Regions from separate parts of the Xenopus laevis genome. Here region 1 is linked to region 2. A link is a contact called in public Hi-C data. All regions are on one chromosome and are shown on one strand. Each heading gives the region's core, a stretch centred on a gene start, on an enhancer-like site or on the middle of the called end of the contact. The rest is flanking DNA. Distances are from core to core; before and after follow the strand shown. Region 1 overlaps rnf130.S (E3 ubiquitin-protein ligase RNF130). Region 2 has its middle 12 kb from the start of rnf130.S.

The links. A called contact is a pair of places that touch in the nucleus more often than the background predicts.
Region 1: a contact with region 2 is called in a Hi-C map of the XL177 cell line, with 5 times the contacts expected there. The contact joins two enhancer-like sites. A contact is called at or near these places in 3 of 4 Hi-C or Micro-C datasets (the XL177 cell line, the XTC cell line and animal cap).

Annotation. Positions count from the first base shown.
Region 1 is chr3S:14,792,788-14,798,394 of Xenopus_laevis_v10.1, reverse strand. It overlaps rnf130.S (E3 ubiquitin-protein ligase RNF130), which reads right to left. Exons shown (of 8, transcript XM_018254938.2): 8 at 904-2,750. The coding sequence ends at 2,641. Among protein-coding and RNA genes, the nearest start is that of LOC121402066, 46 kb to the left of the region's middle. Within about 2 kb of position 1,349, at least 1 of the 7 cell types and tissues checked has an H3K27ac peak or open chromatin away from gene starts, as enhancers often do.
Region 2 is chr3S:14,642,766-14,648,033 of Xenopus_laevis_v10.1, reverse strand. No RefSeq gene overlaps it. Among protein-coding and RNA genes, the nearest start is that of rnf130.S, 12 kb to the left of the region's middle. Within about 2 kb of position 3,998, at least 1 of the 7 cell types and tissues checked has an H3K27ac peak or open chromatin away from gene starts, as enhancers often do.

The DNA of each region.
Region 1 (5,607 bases), core at 100-2,599, 150 kb before region 2:
TGGATGGAATAAGTCTGCTGGAGATTGCATGTTCCCAACTTGAGCATTGTAGATTGCCTTCTAATTGCAAGAAATATATTATTAGTATACAGGGCAGCCATCAGGGGGGGAAAGGGGGGAGAGTTGTACGGGGCCCCGAGGGTAAGGGGGGCCCGGCCACGCCACACTTACTTGATTAGCCGGGCCCCCCATCTTTCTGAGAGCTGCTGACTTCGGGAAGGCATGGACGTTTAAGGGGCCCTGGCCACCAATTTTCTTATAATGTGGGGGGGGGGGCCTGGCTACCAATTTTGGCCACCAATTTTTTTTTGTTTTTTACTGTGTGGAGGGGAGGGCTGACCTGTAGGTGGGGCTTGCAGTGGGCATAGCCCAGGGGGCCCAGGAAATTTTGTCATATGGGGCCCTGCGATTTCTCATGGTGGTCCTGTTTGTATAACACTGATGTGTCTTGTGTGCCCAGAGCTTAGTACTTGACATTATTATACCCATCTTAATAAGGTGCAACAATATCCTAAAAGGAAACTATACCAGCACAGTTCATGATTTTTCATTACCCAAAGCCACAGTATTGTGTCAAAGCAAGTATTGTACCCAAGAAACTTTCCTTCTCTGCATATTTCTATTCTGACAGATACATAGAGCAAGTCTAAAGGTGGCCATAGACGCACAGATAATATCGTACAAAACAAATTTTCATACAATATTCGGTGCGTGAATGGTGGGAAAGGAGCCAACCGATATTCAAGTCTTCTGCCAATATCGGTCAGCTCTTTTCCCGACTCGTCGATCAGGCTGGACGGAAAATTTTGATTGGGTGCCTTTGATTGCACCCAAACATCGGCCATTGTTAGTGCTGAATCGTCAGATACAGGTAGAATTCTATTCTTTCTAGCTGTATATCTACCTGTATATCTGACGATTCAGCTCTACACGTGTGTATTAAAAGGAACATCTTTCTTGGAAAGATCTTTTCCAAAAAATATCGTTATTGTTATGTCTATGGCCGCCTTAATCTATTGATCACAAGATAGTGTCTTTCTCCAAAGGTCTTTGCAGAATTCCATAGCTTCATGTCAGTTGCATGTTAACATACACAAACAGAATGTTTCGTGGAGAAATCGTGGACTGGCTTATATAATAGTATTAAATATAATCACTACTATAACGAGGCTATGGTTTCCCTTTAAGTAAAAACATACTGTTAAAATGACAGGGTACTTGGTTAAAAGTGTTCAATGAATTTCCATTTATTGCAGTTCCCAAGTCCCTTCAAAGGAGGACTGCTGCTTAACTGGCAGGTAATTGCTGAATAACAAGGTTAGTAATGGTCGTCCTTGCTACTTGGAAAAGGTCCCCTCCCACCTCACTCCACCGTGAGCTCTCCAGTCGTGGAGCAATGCTGTAAATGATTACACACTTACCCAAGTCATTTGTAACCAAGCATCTCTCAGCTGAGAAACACCGTCCAGCATTTACTGATGCCTGCATCTTTTTCACACTGGTAACCTATTTTACGGTTACGATGAGCTGTGAAAATATCACCTTTTCAGGAACCACAGCGAAACATGGTTATTACAACAGCTTCTAGATTTGTTCCTTGGACACAGCCATGTTGTGTAGCCTAGGCCTTAAAACATAGCTCTTGTTACTGAATGGCAGGCGAATACAAATGTCTTACAGCTCCTGTGTACAATGCGTCGCTGTATTATCTTGGGAAAAGAATATCAGTATTGTAAGTGACAACACAGATCTAGCATTGCACTGGCCAGAAATGGTTTTATGGTCCTCTTAGCATGATCCTTCCATCCTATTAAAAAATAGGCCAAACTATAAAGATGCAGTCAACCAGTGCCATCAGCTCCGTAGACTAAAAAAAACAAAAAAAAACAAACTCTTGTTGTATCCACCAGTATCCACTTGATTGCACTTATATCCATACTGCATGGAAAGAACAAATAAAGGTGTTAATTATGCAGTTCACAAAATACAGTAGAAAGGAAATTTTGATTCGCCATTGTGTTTTAGCCTGGTGTCTGCTCATTCCACCAAAGCCATTATTATTAATACTGCACTGAAAAAAAAAAGATGCAATGAATGTCACACACCCCATAGAGTGCAAACAACAATAACTGCCAGGCTATTGGGTTCCTGATGAACCTTTGGTCGTTTCATAACTCAAATCCCCAAAAAGCTTGTTATTGGTGTTCCAATTCCAACTATTAGAGATGCAAAATGTCAAAGTACGTGAGGAATTACAGAGTGAATATTTATAGTTCTCGTCCGGTGTTTGCAGCTCTGCCGTGATAAATAAATGCCGATATAAATGTTATAGCAGATCCCAGAAGTGATTCTGTCACAATTTCTCTCGAGCTCAAGTTGCTGATAACTGATTAAAAAAAAAAAACACTAGATGTTTGTGCTTTTCCATGCACAAAGTTCATCATGATCTAGTGCTCTCTTTTGAAGCTGCTTCCCAAATCACTGGTGGGAGAGGACAGGGCACTGTGCTTTTGACTTTGGGCTCATCACTTCAGACAGAGGACACACAACAGGACAGTTGGTGATTTGGTAACGCAGGATGGGGATAAGAGAAGACAATTATGGTGGGGCATCTGACAGAAGAACAGATGAAGGAACAGCTCAAGTTTTGTTCTCGTCGTAAATGTCAAGCGAAGGTTCAATAGTGGACAACTCTGTCTCGTAGCCCAGGCTCCGGGGGGATAGTGAGTTACGGTGAAAGAAGAGACTACCTGGAAAATTCACAAAACAATAAATTAGTTCACTTTAGTTTATTCATTTCAAAAATAGACACAGAGCACAACATAGGTCTAAAAAAAAGCATCTGTTGCCTGAACAAGAACAGGCGCAAGCAGTTCAAGACACATGTGGGTTTCTCTTTTTTAACAAGAACTCAAACCACTGTACAGTAGAGGCCGGCTGTGGTCTGTTGGACCACGGGATGAATTATCAGTCACAGCCTTATATGTCACGGACCAATAACATCTGGGATATCATTGTTTCATTAGGTTAGCTAATGTGGTAAGTAGTACAAAGCCGACAGCCCAGGAACCAGGAATTTTTGAAGGCAGCCATCTGAGGGCAAAGGCATCTTACCCCAGTTCTCCTGTTCCTGTTTGTGTAGCTGCATATTCCCCTGAAAGCAGATGCTTCTGAAGCCGCCCCCAATTTACACAACATGATTGGCAAAGAAGGTGCTGAGACTTGGGATCAAAGCACATCTCCAACCACCTCCCATTGCTCCAAGCCAGGGATCCCCGACCTTTTGAAGCCGTGAGCAACATTCAGAAGTAAAAGGAGTTGGGGAGCAACACTAGCATGAAAAATGTTCTTGGGGTGCCAAATAAGTGCTGTGATTGGCCATTTAGTAGCCCCTATGTGGACTGTCAACCAGGGCTGATCCTATCAAATGTGGGGCCCAATTGGGACCATGTTGGCGGGGCCCCTAGACAAAGTGTTGCTGGCTACTGACACACCAAGTATTTAGGAAAATAAGGGCATACAGGCACAAAATAGAAAGGAAAGGGGCAGACAAGGTAAGAGAGTGAGAGGGATGAAATAAGGGCACATAATAGGGGCACACAGGGTAAGAGAGAGAGGGAGGAAATAGGAGAGTGGACTGGGCCAATTAGTTTGGGGCAGGCTGGGCCGATTCAGCTTGGGAGCAGGCTTGGTTGGATTGGGGGCAGGCAGGGCCTATCAAGGTTGGAGGAAAGCTGGGCCTATGAGAGTTGGGGGCAGGCTAGCTTATCAGAGTTGGGGGTGTGCTGTACCTATGGATTTGGGGATGGGCTGGACTCTCAAAGTTGGGGGCAGGCCAGGCAGCATCATGTGCTGAGGGAAATATTATCTGTGCTGCCCTGTGGTGCGGGGCCCCCAGAGGTGCGGGGCCCTATTGGGCCCAATTGGTCCGATAGGCCTAAGGCCGGCACTGCTGTCAACCTATATTGAGGCTCTGTTTGGCAGTGTACCTGGTTTTTATGCAACCAAAACTTGCCTCCAAGCCTGGAATTCAAAAATAAGCTCCTGTTTTGAGGCCACTGGGAGCAACATCCAAGGGATTGGAGAGCAACATGTTACTCACGAGCTACTGGTTGGGGATCACTGCTCCAAGCCATAATCTGTCCCCTTTTAGACATATTTGTTCCTGTAAAGCCTAAGGGCTATGCCACAAGCCAGTTTTTTGCTCTGACGCATTTAAGGGGTACAAAAGCACCCCTTCTGCTAGACACCACTAGTACAGGCAGTAGGCTAAAAATGCACTAATGTGTTTTTTTGAGGCAAAATGCCAGTACTGGTGAAACCCATTATGGCCAAAGTAAAGAATATTAAGTACCAAGAGAAAAAGCGCTATCTCATTATTGCAGCTTACAGCGACACAAAATTAATTTCTCAGCACATCCTAAACCACTCAAACCAGAAACCATGAGTGATCTCATATAGGAACTGCAATTAGCTTGTTCTGTTACACCTACATTATTCTGAACAATTATGAATTTGGGAAACCATTACAATTTTATTTTATGTAGCTTTTCATGTTACTGTAAATAAAGCCAGGAGACCCCACTGTTTCAGAGATGCCTCATTAAAAATAATTGTTCACTAGAGCAGAGCAAGACACTTTTTATGGTATTTTGGGCATCTCTACGTTTAATAGGTTGTAACCCTTCTCCCCCAACAAGCCCCCAAACAGAATGTCAGTAAGAACGCCTGCATACAGGAAGATGTAATATATGATCCTATGAACAGCCAGAGCCTGGCTCCAAAAGTCTGATAATGCAACACTGTGTTCTAGAAATTCCATCTAGAGGTCACTTAGATCAGCCTGAAAATGAATATTCTGCTAACTGCTGCCAAATCCTTGGAGACATTGCCTCTACTTTGCACAAATCCTCTCTTTCTGGTGTTATTAGATGTTTTAAAGGGATTATTCACCTTTAAATTGACTTTTAGTATGATGTAGTGAGTGATATTCTGAAACAATTTGCAATTGGCTTTAGTTTTTTATTTTTGAGTTATTTTGTTTTTTATTCAGCAGCTCTCCAGCTTGCAATTTCAGCAATCTGATTGCTACAGTCCAAATTACCCTAGCGACCATGTATTGATATGAATTAAGGTGGCCATACACGATAAGATCCGCTCATTGGCAACCTCTAAACCAACAGCAGGGCGATATCGGGTAAATCGGCACTAGGGCTGAACGATCAGATTACAAGGAAGAGACTGGGTGCCGATGGGATAAGGACTGCATCGGCTAGAAAAATCAAACCTCCCTGATCGATATCTTGGCCAGATATCGATCAGGGAGACCCGTCCGATGCTCCCCATATACTGGCAGATAAGCTGCTGAGTGTAAAGGACCAATATCGGCAGTTTTATGTAAGGCCAATTTAAGAATAAAAAAAAAGACGAGTAATAAAAAGTAGCAACGACTGTAAATTTTTAGCCTGAGGGCACACTGGCAGATTCGGTGAGATTAGTCACCCTGCCGAAAAATCGCCTCTTCTTTGGGCAACAATCTCTTCGAACTGCCTTCCCCTACCTTCCCGCTGGCTATAATGAAAAATCGCCAGCGGGATGGCACACGCG
Region 2 (5,268 bases), core at 2,749-5,248:
ACAGTTTTATTATTACAGAGAAAAATTCAAATTATTTGATTAAAATGGAGTCAATGGGAGATGGCCTTCCCGTAATTTGGAGCTTTCTGGATAAAGGGTTTCCGGATAATGCATGACATACCTGTAACATATTCTGTAGCACTGCATACCTCCCAACATTTTGGAAGTAGAAAGAGGAACAAAAAGATCTGCCGTGTCCATTTTGGTGGCCACATCCCCTAGTTACCATGTCCATTTTACAAAATTTGTCAAGTTATGAAAGTTTGAACACTTTTCTGTGGTTTTTATGTGTTTTTAGAGTTTTAATAAGGGTGAAATGCCCTTTGCCCCTAGTCTGGTCTCACTTTCATCTGCAAAAAGCGCTATGGGATTGCTGGAGTACCTCCTATTAATAAAAATGATTCATTAAAAGTATCAGTAAAAATATATCCAATCCAATCGGATGTATGTCATGTGAAAAGATCCAGGTTTGCGTTATTAGGGGCAGAGCACCACCTGGTGACAATGTTAGATTGCAGCACGTTGGAAGAAATGTATAAACACCACATTCTTCTTCGATTCCAAATAACTAAACTCAAATTTAAATTGTGTGTCCTGGAATACCTGGGGCTTTAAGCAATGTATTATGTGCTCCACAGTTCTGGACTCCCTTTAAAAATCTTATGGTGAATTGTACAATTTAAACTAACAAACCCAAATCCAGCAAGAATCAAGCTCCTTCTTTTTAATCTCTGTGTACACATCATGCTGAAAATGTATTCACTCTAGTTTAGGGAAGTGACAATATTCATTAGAAAATTCACTGGAATTGGAATTGGAACAGTAGTGACAGATAAAAAAGGATCTATATATATATTAATCAGATCAGAATATATCAGAATCAGATATATGGAAATACCATTATTGTGTTCAATGTAAATGTCCCACAACCCTTCAATTTCAATCTTATCCTGAGTGGCATATATAGGGCAACATTCCACTATTTGGCTGGGAGATTTTAATGCAGTGCTGGACCCATCACTAAGTAGACTCTGTCCTCTCTCCAGTGACACAATGGCCCTGATATATTAGAACTAAAACTTCAAAATGTATTAAGTATAAAAACCATGAAAAAAACTACAAAAACTCTCCAAGTAAAAGTTGGGTCCTATAAAAATCAATGTGAGCTGCGCTGATCGCTGATCATATCAGACCATTTTTAATCAGTTTAGTGGTTTTCTGATTTTTCTTGCTTATAATTGTCAGAAAAAACATTATTCGAATTGGTCACCCTGGGCCCTGGGCACTTGGTTACATTAGTATTCTGTGTCAGTCATTGACAGCAGCTCTACGTGTTTTTATAAAAAGGTAACCAATTTTGGAGTTTTTTTAATCAGCGAAGAACTCAAAATAAATTCCTAGCAAGGGCAATTCCATGCTTCTTGCCGCCTCCTGCAATGCAGCCCCTCACTCCCCAGCGCTTACCTTTTTTGTGCGGTCCAGGGGAGGCGCAAATAGCTTTTTTTGCAGGACAGTCCCAAACCTGGTATATGAATGGAGGACAAGCTGATCAGGGAAATATTGGGGCTCTTTAGAGCTCATGAGCTAAGGATAAGTGTGCAATGGTCTTACTACTCTGGTTGCTGGGGGACTTGATTTTAAATGCACTACAAACTTATAATGCTCACATAGTGTAGGACTCACGTACAATGAGGGGCCTTGACGTGGCATGTGAGCTTACATATTTTGGCCAAAGTGTGGTACAACAGACCATTATGTTGCATAGTTATTTAAGGAGACAATACATATTCCAAAACTGATAGAAACACACAAGTAAACTTTACACAACAAAAAGAACTCTCTGGTGTATTTTTGGCTGAGACATGATTTTTTGTAGATCATTTACTATTCTGTACTATTCTGTCTGTCTTTATATGTATATGCCAATACAGTCTCTATCTATCTATCTGTCTGTCTGTCTGTCTGTCTATATATATCCCACTCTCTCCCCCCCACGCTATCTATCTCTATCAAATTTTGGATCGTAATTTATAGAGAGAAATAAAAAACGCCACTTGATGAATAAGCGATTCTTATTAGTGGCAGAAAATCTTGTGACTTGCAAATTATGGTGTATGCATCATGCAGCCATCAAGTTTTTTCCAGTAAATACATTAATAAATTGGCGGATTTATATCTAGCTTATTTTTGCACGTATTTTTGTATGTATAATTCATACGAGCCTTAATAAATGTCACATTTTGACAATCTCTCCTTACAACTGAGACTTTTAATCTGATTATCATTTTATAACAGTTCTTCGGTCTTTCTGTCTTTTATGAATATGCCTATTAAGGATTGATGATCAAAACTGCATTGCATTTCTAGATGGGGCCTTACTAGTGCTTTGTAAATAAGGAGAAAGACCCTCTTTAAACCTGAGATGACCTAAAACATGTACAATGAACAGAAGTCTCTGTGAAAACATAAATCTGGTTAAGTAGTGAAACTGTGGAAGTGGCGCTCCCTGTTCATTAAAGGGGTTCACCTTTAAAATAACTGTTAGTATGATTTTGACAGTGATATTCAGAGGCAATTCACAATTGGTTTTAATTTTTTATTATTTGCCATTTTTTATTATTTAGCTTTTTATTCAGCAGCTCTCCAGTTTGAATTTTTAACAGCTATCTGGTTGCTAGGGTCCAAATTACCCTACCAAACAGGTAGTGGTTTCAATGAGAAACAGGAGTATGAGTAGGAGAGACCTAAGTAGAAGAGTAGTATTAAATACCAATAACAACAACATTTAGTCTCTTAACCAGGGGTGCTTCGCCAATGAGGCGAGTTGAGGCTGTCGCCTCAGGCGGCAGCGCCCCACTAGGTACCAGGGGCAGAAAAAATTCTGCTCCTGGTACTTTAAGAGTGAATTTCTGGGGGAGGGGGGGCAGCAGCAACTGCTGCTGCCTCAGGCGGTGGAGGGGCTAGGATCGCCCCTGCTCTTAACAATACAGCCCATAACACAATAGTTTATGGGCTGCCGGGGGTCTACTCTGTGACCCCCATTTGAAAGCCAGGTCAGAAGGAAAAGTCAAATAAATTAAAATCTATGAAAACTGAAGGATGAACACAGTAGCAGTTCCATGTATAAATACCTCCAGAATTCATAGTAGGATGGCATAGGGGCAGTTCCATATATAAAGGCCCCCAGAATTCATAGCAGTATGGCACAGTGCAATTCCATGTATTATACACCCCAGAACCCATTGCAGGATGACAAAGGGGCAGTTCCATATATAAACAACCCCAGAATTCATAGTAGGATGGCACAGCACAAATCCATTTATAATACCCCCAGAACCCATAGCAAGATGGGAAAGCAGCAATTCCATGTATAAATACCCCCAGAATTCATAGTAGGATGGCACAGGGGCTTCCATGTATAAATACCCCCAGAAATCTTAGTAGGATGGCAATTCCATGTATAAATACCCCTAAAACCCATAGCAGGATGGCAAAGGGGCTATTCTATGTATAAATACCCCCCAGAACCCACAGCAAGATGGAAAGGGGCAATTCCATGTATAAATACCCCCCAGAACCCTTAGCAGGATGGCAAAGTGGCTATTCTATGTATACATACACCCCAGAACTCACAGCGGGATGGCAAGGGGCAATTCCATGTATAAATACCCACCAGGCCAGAACCCATAGCAGGAAAAGAGACAAGTAGATGAGCACATTGACTCACCCTCACCTAGATCCTAGTGGAAAGGTGGAATGCCTGACGGCTGGGCGGCGTCAAGGTGTGCGAGTGTGACAGGATTTGGTAAGTCAAGTCTCAAGTGCAGCAGGCACCGTGTGTGAAGCACACATCCCCTTGGGATGTGTGACAGTCGGGTACAACAAGCGCCGCAGATCAAGAGGATTTGGTAAGTCAAGTCTTACCAAGTCTGGCACAGGCCAGCGCGGCACTGTGTGTGACGCACCAAAGTGATACTCTGATGCACGGCTCCTCTTCCGGGCTCCCTCTCTGCAGACTGCGGCAGACGGGGCTTCCTTTCCTTCACTGGCCATTTCCACTGCACCGGTTTAGGGGGGTGGTTTGAAATGTAAGTCGATCGGCCGGGGTAGGGAGACAGCCCGGACACACACCAGCACCAACTGCCTATTTAAAAATAAAAAGTCAGCAGTGGGCCAAAATAAGTGGGCCCTGGGCAGATGGCCACTTTGCCCGTTTATTAAAGCGACCCTGGGTACCTGGTACTTACTAGCCAGTGCCTCCATCTAGTGGGATGGGGGTGGCCCCACTAGGAATACAGTAATAAAACACAGACAGTTTTTGTTAAACTGAATAACTGTTTATCTAAAAGAAATGGCCAACTAATACAGGCAGCACTCCTAAACAGGTGGCAATAGGGCCTCACTGTCTGACTAAGCAGGCGCTAACTATCTGCCTAACTAAAGGAATTCAAAGTCCTTTAATGTATTCCCAACAACACAGTCTCTGAATCTTCAAACTCTCCTTTAGGATACTGTCCCTTTAAACAGAATACTCACTCCAAAAGTCTCTTTGGATGATTCACCCAGAGCCTTCAGGCGAGCCCTGCAGTGTGACTACCAGCCCCTTGGGATGTTCAGATGGAAATCTACTGCTGATGTTGGTTCCTCCAATCTGGATATCTTTCACACTTTCTATCACTCCAGGCACAGTATGTGGCGTCCCTGTGCCAGCCTGATCTGAATCTCTGCTTTTGGTGGGGCCTTCCAGCTCCTCTCTCTCTCTCTCTCTGTCCACCGTGTGATTCTTTCTGCCAGGCTTTTTACTTCTGCCAGGTTCTGCTACTTCCTCTTCCTGCCAGCCACTTACTAGCTGCTGTGTAATTTCCTGCAGCACTGAGATCTCTGTACAGCTGGTTGCTAGGTAACAGCTTACAGCACACAGGCTCTGTGCCTGCTCCCATACACGGATAAGTGAAAGGGTTTTGCACTACTTCCATACACTATATTTTAATTGGTTCCTGCTTCATGTCAAAATGTAAAATAAGAACTTACAATTTTTTTTAGATTTTTATAAATAATGGCTAATGGTACAATGGGATGCGCTCCCATCTGATCTTCTATGTCTTGACACTGGCAGGCGCTAAGAACATGAAAGTATGACTTTTCACACCGATATCCGCTGTGTGAAGGTCTGGACCGAGATTCAAAGGACAGCTAAACAGTGACTGTCTATATGGCATCCTACAGAAGCTCCTCTGCCATTTGGCAGATCCACAGATCTGGCTCCAT